Linked DNA regions of Gossypium hirsutum: region 1 is linked to region 2. Evidence: chromatin contacts called from public Hi-C data. All regions are on one chromosome and are shown on one strand. Each heading gives the region's core, a stretch centred on a gene start, on an enhancer-like site or on the middle of the called end of the contact. The rest is flanking DNA. Distances are from core to core; before and after follow the strand shown. Region 1 holds the start of LOC107948924 (subtilisin inhibitor). Region 2 holds the start of LOC107948888 (protein SRG1).

Region 1 (3,656 bases), core at 81-2,580, 280 kb before region 2:
AACATATGGAACAGTACTTCAAATATTGGGCTTAAGAAAGAAAAAAACAAAACAGAAGACCAATGTTAGGGTCATGACCATGTGCTAACTCTACCCTCTTGATATCAATTGTATATTTATGATTGAAAGAGGCCATGGAAATAGTGGGGTTGTTACAGTTAGAATCTTCTACTAGTGGCCTAGTGGCGCAGTGGGAGTTTGACATTTTAATAGGCAAACAAAAATACCCAAAGAACAAGACTCAAGATCACCACAGATAGATATCAGACAAAACCAAGACACACCAAATGAACCACCAACACCAAACCCATGGCTAAAATAAGCAAAAGGGGAGAAGACATTTGACGGTTTCCTTTTCTTTTATGGATGAAGAAGAAAAAGGTGATTGAATGCTGTCCATACTTCAGTACTTCACTACATTGATATAAGATGCTAAAACAATATCTCGGGGGACCACTTCTATCTTGCTTCATCTATTTTCTATTATGACCATCATCCAGTTGAATTTTCTGACTTTCCTACCCCATAACAAGAGAATCATCTGATTTCAACTATTCAACTCCAAATGAAAGTTCCAAGTTTTATTACATACGTTCATGCAAAAGTTTTGCTCATTGTTTACCTGTGATTCTAATGATGTCTTAACAACTATGACGTTGTAATATTATTCTCGAAAGCAAACAAGTTAGATTTAGCCAATTCTTGGAGGCCTTTCAACTTTTCCTGAATGGTCAAGATATAATCGAACCCTTCCATGGTTGAAATCCATGGTAACAAAGCAATTAGCTTGGACCACCTGAATCTGGACTCTTGGCATGTCTTCCTTGATCTTTCTCTCTGCTTCCTCAGGGGTAAGGCCTACTAACTCAGGCCATTCCATTTTCGGAGCAGTGCTTGGTCCAAGCAATGTCCCATAAGTTCCTGCATTTAACATCCTATAAATGAGTCTACCACTAACTATCAAATTATAACTCAAATAATTTGAATGATCTAAGACGATGGGAGGCGACCAACTTACTTGGTAAAACCGGCGCTGAGTCTGTTAATTCACCAGGTTGTTTGTCAGAGGGTTCAGTTTGCTGCTTCTCAGCCATGGAAAAGCAATGGTATATTTGGTGACTTATGAAGGGACGGGGGGGTTCTTGTTTAAATGTCCTCTTCTTGATTGATTTTATCAAAGTTCAATCTTTGGTTTTGCCACATGGAGAGTTTTCCTGACAACTCCTTCATATGGCGGGCATGGAATTTGATTATTACTATGCGGTGCACGACAAGAATGTCACTCGTCCTGCCAGGAATAAGGCCGGCTTGTTAATGTTGACTCTCTTGTGAAATTGAAAATTTTATTAGGCTTGAAATGCAGGGACGATGGTCAGTGGCCCAAAAGTATGAACCTTCACAAGAATGTTAAATCTTCATGAAAGGCTTGTTTAAAACACCACATCCGCTAGGCCCAAAATAATTTGATATCAAAATGTTCATGAAACCATGGCCCGTCTAATCAGCACATCCACATTGGACTGGCCCGACAGTTTGATCTCTCTGGGTCAATTATGCAACTAAATTTAATTGGATTATGAAATACTCACGATATAGATGAAAAAAAAATTATGTAAAAATATATTTATAAAAAAATTACTTCAAACACAAATAAGATTTTAGTTGAAATGACAAAATTTGAAGCTAAGGATGACAAAATTTGAAACATCCAATAAATTTTGAACTAATCCTTTTATTTTTTGGAAAAATGGATGTGACATGATATGCAATAAATTTTTTTGGACAATGGATATGGAGTAGTTATAACAATTGTTTATCCTGCCCTACTATATAAAACTATCATTTTGTCATATATATATATAACAATGAACAAGATAAAAATGTAAAAAAAAAGTGTTATAAGAAAACCTCGTATATTTCAAGTTAAAATATTTAAAAAAAAATTATGGTCAAATATTTATTTTTCTTTAAAAAATTGAAAATAGTAGAAATAACTAGTAAAAATTAAACTGAAGCGAAGCAGGACAAGAATGGATGCATCCAATATTCATGGAGATTGTAATTGTCTTTAACATTACACATCCGACCTTTTCGTTCCGCTTATAATAAAAGTATATAAAATTGATGATTGAGATTTAATCACAAACCTATAATATTAAATTATATTATAGTTTTTTTACAATGAAATACTTAACAAGTACTCTAAGAATTGTACCCTTGGGAAGAATTGTACCCTTGGGGAGAATTATTGGCTAAATCCTTTGCTAAATTCGAACACTCGAGCACTACTGAAGTAAATTACCAATCTAATCGAATTGAGAGTTATCAACCTAGCCGATTAACATTTCCATTAGGTTTACATTAAGCATTAAAATACTAAAAGCTAAAATCAACTCTCAACTAATAACTTCACCAACAAGCTTAAGTAATTGTAGATTGATTCACCTAATGACTATGGAACGAAATGCTAAATTAAATCCTTGTAAGATCACTAGCCCTAGGTCATTCTAGTCTCTCAACTTACCCCCGATCATAAGGTTTTCCATTTAACCATAGTTCTTGCCTATAAATTCAGCCTATGATGGATTTCTTGACTTAATGACACTCGAAAAAGTTAAAGAGTTTAGGCTTTAGGGTAAATCAATCTATTCCCAACTAAGGTTAGTCTCTATTCTCCCTAGCCTAGATGCACGCTTTAGGTTGTCAAAATAAAACATGTAAGCACATCAATTTAACACATGCAAACATACAATTGATCAATTTAATGCAATAGTCGACATCATTGGCCATTAAACTTCAATTAACCATTTAAGCTAGTTACCCAATTGTGGAAAGATGAACTATGGCAAAATCATTAACATACATCACATTTTTGTTGGAAAATCGATACAGAAAGTAAGTTTATTTGCATAATTTTTTTTAAATATTTCATAAAATCGAGCTTTTGTGTTATCTATGACAATAAATTTTCACAAATTTAGTACATGTGTTATTCACTTAATAGGATTTGTCGATTCTTAGCTTTTAACCAATATAATCTTCTTCGCTATTCTCAAACCCTCAATTACTTAGAGAGTGGACTCTAATATCCAAATTGGTCAGGCAACGAAAGCTTTAACCTATATATAGTGAAAAATCACAAGAGTTCTACTAACATAATAAGAGACAAAGGAATAATATTTTAATAGAAAACAATGAGTCCCTAGTTATGGTGAGTGGCACACATTGGGAATATCCAATTACATTATTTTCTCAATCCAATTCTAATTTCATTAAAGTCATAATGACTTTAATGTACTAGAATCTATGAGTAAATATATCTAATTGTCTCATTTTGTAAAACCGCAATGACTACTTAACTTAATTTTCACTTTGAACTCAATTATTTATTTTCAATATAATAAATAGTAATTCAAAGAAATTACATTAATTCCTTAGTCATCTCTTTTTCTTTGCGAGAAAATGCATTTATTGAGGATAATAATAAATGCAACCTATTTCTCTTTTCGTTGTTTCCATTCATTCAATGTATCGATTCAAATGCAATCTATAAAGGGTTGTGTTGAGTTAGCGAAGGAACCAGTTAGACATATATAATTAAGGATCAAATAATTTGTAATTAGGTTCTAACTCTTAATCTATTAATTACAACATTA
Region 2 (3,874 bases), core at 560-3,059:
GCAAAGGAAAATGGAAGCAAATATTAGCTCACTGGTTATTTAATGTTTAACTAATTCTGAGCAGTACTACGTGGTCAGATAGTAATACGAAAAGACAACTTATATTAGTAGATGAACTTAAACATGTCCTTAGTCTAATCAGAAATGAGCAAATTGATTGAAAGACAAGTATGTCGTCTATAATCCAATTAGGGAGTTGACTGGATTGACAGTACATCGGACAGAACCAAGTGTAACAGATCATGAATCTGTTTATGGATTTAATCACTTGTGATGTTCAAAGTGTGCCATACCTTAACCCAAAGTGGATGGTGGACTATATATGCATGACTTGTATACTTTGATATAAGTAGAAGCCTGAGTTCAAATAGATAAGGAATCAAAAGTTGGTGTATTGGGACTTTTGCAGTATGTAGCATCATTCACAATAGTGGAACTCATAGCCCAAGGAATGGGTAAATGATATCCTCTCATTGGTATTACATGATAGATGAAAAGCAAACGTGGTCACGGGTCATTTGTCTTTATGATGGATGACTTAATTACTATTTGATAGTAATTACTTTTCATGAAGGAAGATGTAATGATTACCATGAAATAAAATAGGGTTATATTGGAAGAATGTATTTATCCTAAAGAGATTAAGAATATCATATGAGGGTAACACACTTATGATAACATTATTGGATGAGCACTGGTCGAGTAACTTTTGTAATGTTATGTAATTGGGGAGAGCCCAGCTACAATACTATAGTGAAATAACTTTGTGGCTGAGCCCGAAATTACCAATTAGATATCTAGTGATTTTCAGTTAATGATTATTTTAAGAGATTTCAAATAATCATCTTCTTTTAGAGAGAATATCATTTTATGGCAATCCTTTAATAATTGTTATATGTGATTGTGTGCATTCAAAACATGTTTTTGAATAAAAGGAAAGGATATTAATCTTTAATCCTTACATTCAAGTCGTTTTGAATAGAAACAAAAAGGACTTGTCAAAATAGAAACACAGCTAACTTTGTGTGATTTCAATTTTTGAGCAAAAATTCTTGAAATAGGTTTTTTAGGGGATTTTTCCGGTCGTAGTTGTCGGGTGGATCACGTAGAAACGTAGAGGCTAGGACTCTTTCATTGCAACTAAGGGTTGTGACATCGTGAGAGGAATCAACCCCATACCAATGCAGTTTTAGAGCGTTTAGAATATAATTTCAATCTTTCTCAACCCGTATCCGTTCTTGTACATGAATATTCATAAATTATTATCGCCGAAATTATTTTTCCTTTGCGACATAGGGTGTCTCAACGTTCCAACAGTTTCTAAGTAAGGAGCAAATAGATTAACACTTGGAGCTCGAAAGGGGCTTGCCTCTATTGACAATGACACATCGAAAAGTACATAAGTTGTAGTGTTTAACAATGTATAATTCTCCTCTGCCGTCCATAAAAGAAGAAAACGGAAAAACCCAAATTCAGTATGACAACTGACCTAAACTACTAAAATGGTATAGCTATTGTCTAATATCCATAACTCCAGATATCTTGAGGTGAAAATTTTCGTTTTATCGAACGGATCCCAAATGCATAGGGGGAGAAAGCCTTAGTAAACTAATATCCCATCCATGTAAATTACATTATAATAAAACCAAATTTCGGGTTAATACAATATCTAATTAGGAATCTTTCTTTTAGGGGAAGAGTAATATCCACTAGAGCTAACGGTTAAAAAATTAGCAAGGGCGGCTAACTTAAGCAGTAGACTATAAATAGGAAGAAAATGTGCCAGGGTCTCCACAATACGGGAAACCATGGGTTCAAATGGAACCTTTCTAGACAATGAAGAGGCACCCACTTATGCTCCATCAATTCCAGTTCCTAATGTTCAAGAGCTGGTGAGGAAGGATCCTTTTCAGGTTCCACAAAGATATGTTAGGAAAGTGGAAGATAGGCCAAAAGATACTGATACGTCATATCTTTCTTCATTTATTCCTGTCATTGATTTGTCTTTGCTGTTAATGGGAAACAATGAGGAGCTAAACAAACTGGATCTGGCTTGCCGAGAATGGGGTTTCTTTCAGGTATGTATTGTTAGTGAAAGAATATGAAGGGTAGGGTGTAAAAAATGAACAATATTTCAAGTATGACAAAGAAAAGTTGGCCGCCTTTTTAGAGTTACAATTGATGGAATTTTGGCAGGTGGTAAATCATGGAGTTGCAAAGCAAGTATCGCAGAAAATGAAGGATGCTGCAGCCGAGTTTTTTAAGCTTTCACTAGAAGAGAAAAACAAGTATGCCATGCCCTCAGACGACATACAAGGGTATGGGCATGCATATGTCGTTTCCGAAGATCAAATACTGGACTGGTCGGATGCACTCATACTTTTGGTTCACCCCTCACATTATAGGAAGCTCAAGTTTTGGCCCAATTCACCAAAAGGGATCCAGTATGTATTCAGATGATATGGCCGAATCATAGCACTTGCATTTTCCAGTTGTATTTGCGCTATGTTAATTCAAATATATTGTCATATAGGGAAATCATAAAAGAATATTCAAATGCAATCCGAAAAGTTGCAACTGAGCTCTTTCAATCATTTTCTCTGATCATGGGAATGGACAAGGAAGCTCTGCTTGGACTGCATAAACAATTGGTGCAAGCTTACCGAGTGAACTACTACCCTCCCTGCTCCAAACCTGACCAAGTACTAGGTGTTAGCCCACATTCAGACACAAGCACTATAACCATACTTATGCAGGAAGATGATGTGTGTGGATTGCAGATTAAGAATAACAACGAGTGGGTTCCGGTTAATCCAATCCCAGATGCACTGGTGGTGAATGTCGGCGATGTCTTTGAGGTAAATAAAACATGTTTTCATTGGTGTTGGTGTAAGCAAAGACAAAATTTGAGCTGACTTTTTTATTATTTTACTTGTGTGTCAGATATGGAGTAATGGCAAGTACAAGAGTGTTGAGCAAAGAGCAGTTGCAAATTATAGTAAGGCAAGAATTTCTTATGCATCATTCCTGTTTCCGCACGATGAGGTAGAGATTGAGCCCCCAAGTCACATGGTCGACTCAAAAACAAAACAGCAGCTTTATAAAAAAGTGAGATATGGGGAGTATTTGAGAAGCTCCATGAATAAAAAAATGGAGGGCAAAGCACATACCCAGATGGCTAAGATTGAAGGTTAAGAAAGTCAAATATGGGGAGTTTTGAGGACCAAGGCACACACCAGATGCATAGATTCAAACTCTCGCTTTAGTTTCTGTTCCATTTTTATAGAAAAGATCAATAACAGTAACCATCAAAGAGCAGTTTTTGTTCATTTCACCAAATGATACTTCACCGCTATTGTTGCCTCAAGTATCCATATCTTAATTAAAAAGAAACGGTCTAGAATTAGAATTTATCCCATACTTGAATGAACAACCAAAAAAAATAAGAAAGACACGAGTATTTACATGTCACTAATATTTTTTCCATTAAGCCAAAGGAGAATATACATACCCAGAGGCATATAACAGCGTGCAATAAGGACAAACAGAGTGAAAATAAACAAATCTAGTGCTAATTTTATCAGGATATGATAAATAAACTAGCCTACGGCTTCAGCCTATATGTGTAGATTTCCCAGCCCCTTTCAGATTCGGTTTGGATTTTTTGTACTGGTACCTTGAATATTGGTTTCCGTCAGTTTGGAGGGCTTGGTCCTAATAATAGAGGAGCCTCTTGCTTTTTCACACTGGGCTTTGAATCGCCAGTATGATCTGCAGCCCAACCTCTGAGAGGAGGCTCAAAATGCTTGCTGGCAACATCAGGTGGAGGGTCATCTTCACCAGGAAGTGATAAAAGTCCCTTCTCTCGAAGGGA

The links. Hi-C and Micro-C count contacts between places; a contact is called where the count stands out from the background.
Region 1: a contact with region 2 is called in a Hi-C map of leaf, with 2.5 times the contacts expected there. The contact joins the promoter of LOC107948924 here to the promoter of LOC107948888 in region 2. A contact is called at or near these places in 2 of 34 Hi-C or Micro-C datasets (both in leaf).

The regions. Positions count from the first base shown.
Region 1 is chrA04:73,771,458-73,775,113 of Gossypium_hirsutum_v2.1, reverse strand. LOC107948924 (subtilisin inhibitor) reads right to left here and starts at 1,330. Exons shown (of 2, transcript XM_016883586.2): 1 at 1,019-1,330; 2 at 543-921. The coding sequence starts at 1,094. The coding sequence ends at 692.
Region 2 is chrA04:73,491,776-73,495,649 of Gossypium_hirsutum_v2.1, reverse strand. It overlaps LOC107948888 (protein SRG1), which reads left to right and starts at 1,809. Exons shown (of 4, transcript XM_016883546.2): 1 at 1,809-2,078; 2 at 2,197-2,444; 3 at 2,534-2,858; 4 at 2,944-3,425. The coding sequence starts at 1,809. The coding sequence ends at 3,195. It overlaps LOC107948887 (hsp70 nucleotide exchange factor fes1), which reads right to left. Exons shown (of 6, transcript XM_016883545.2): 6 at 3,461-3,874. The coding sequence ends at 3,695.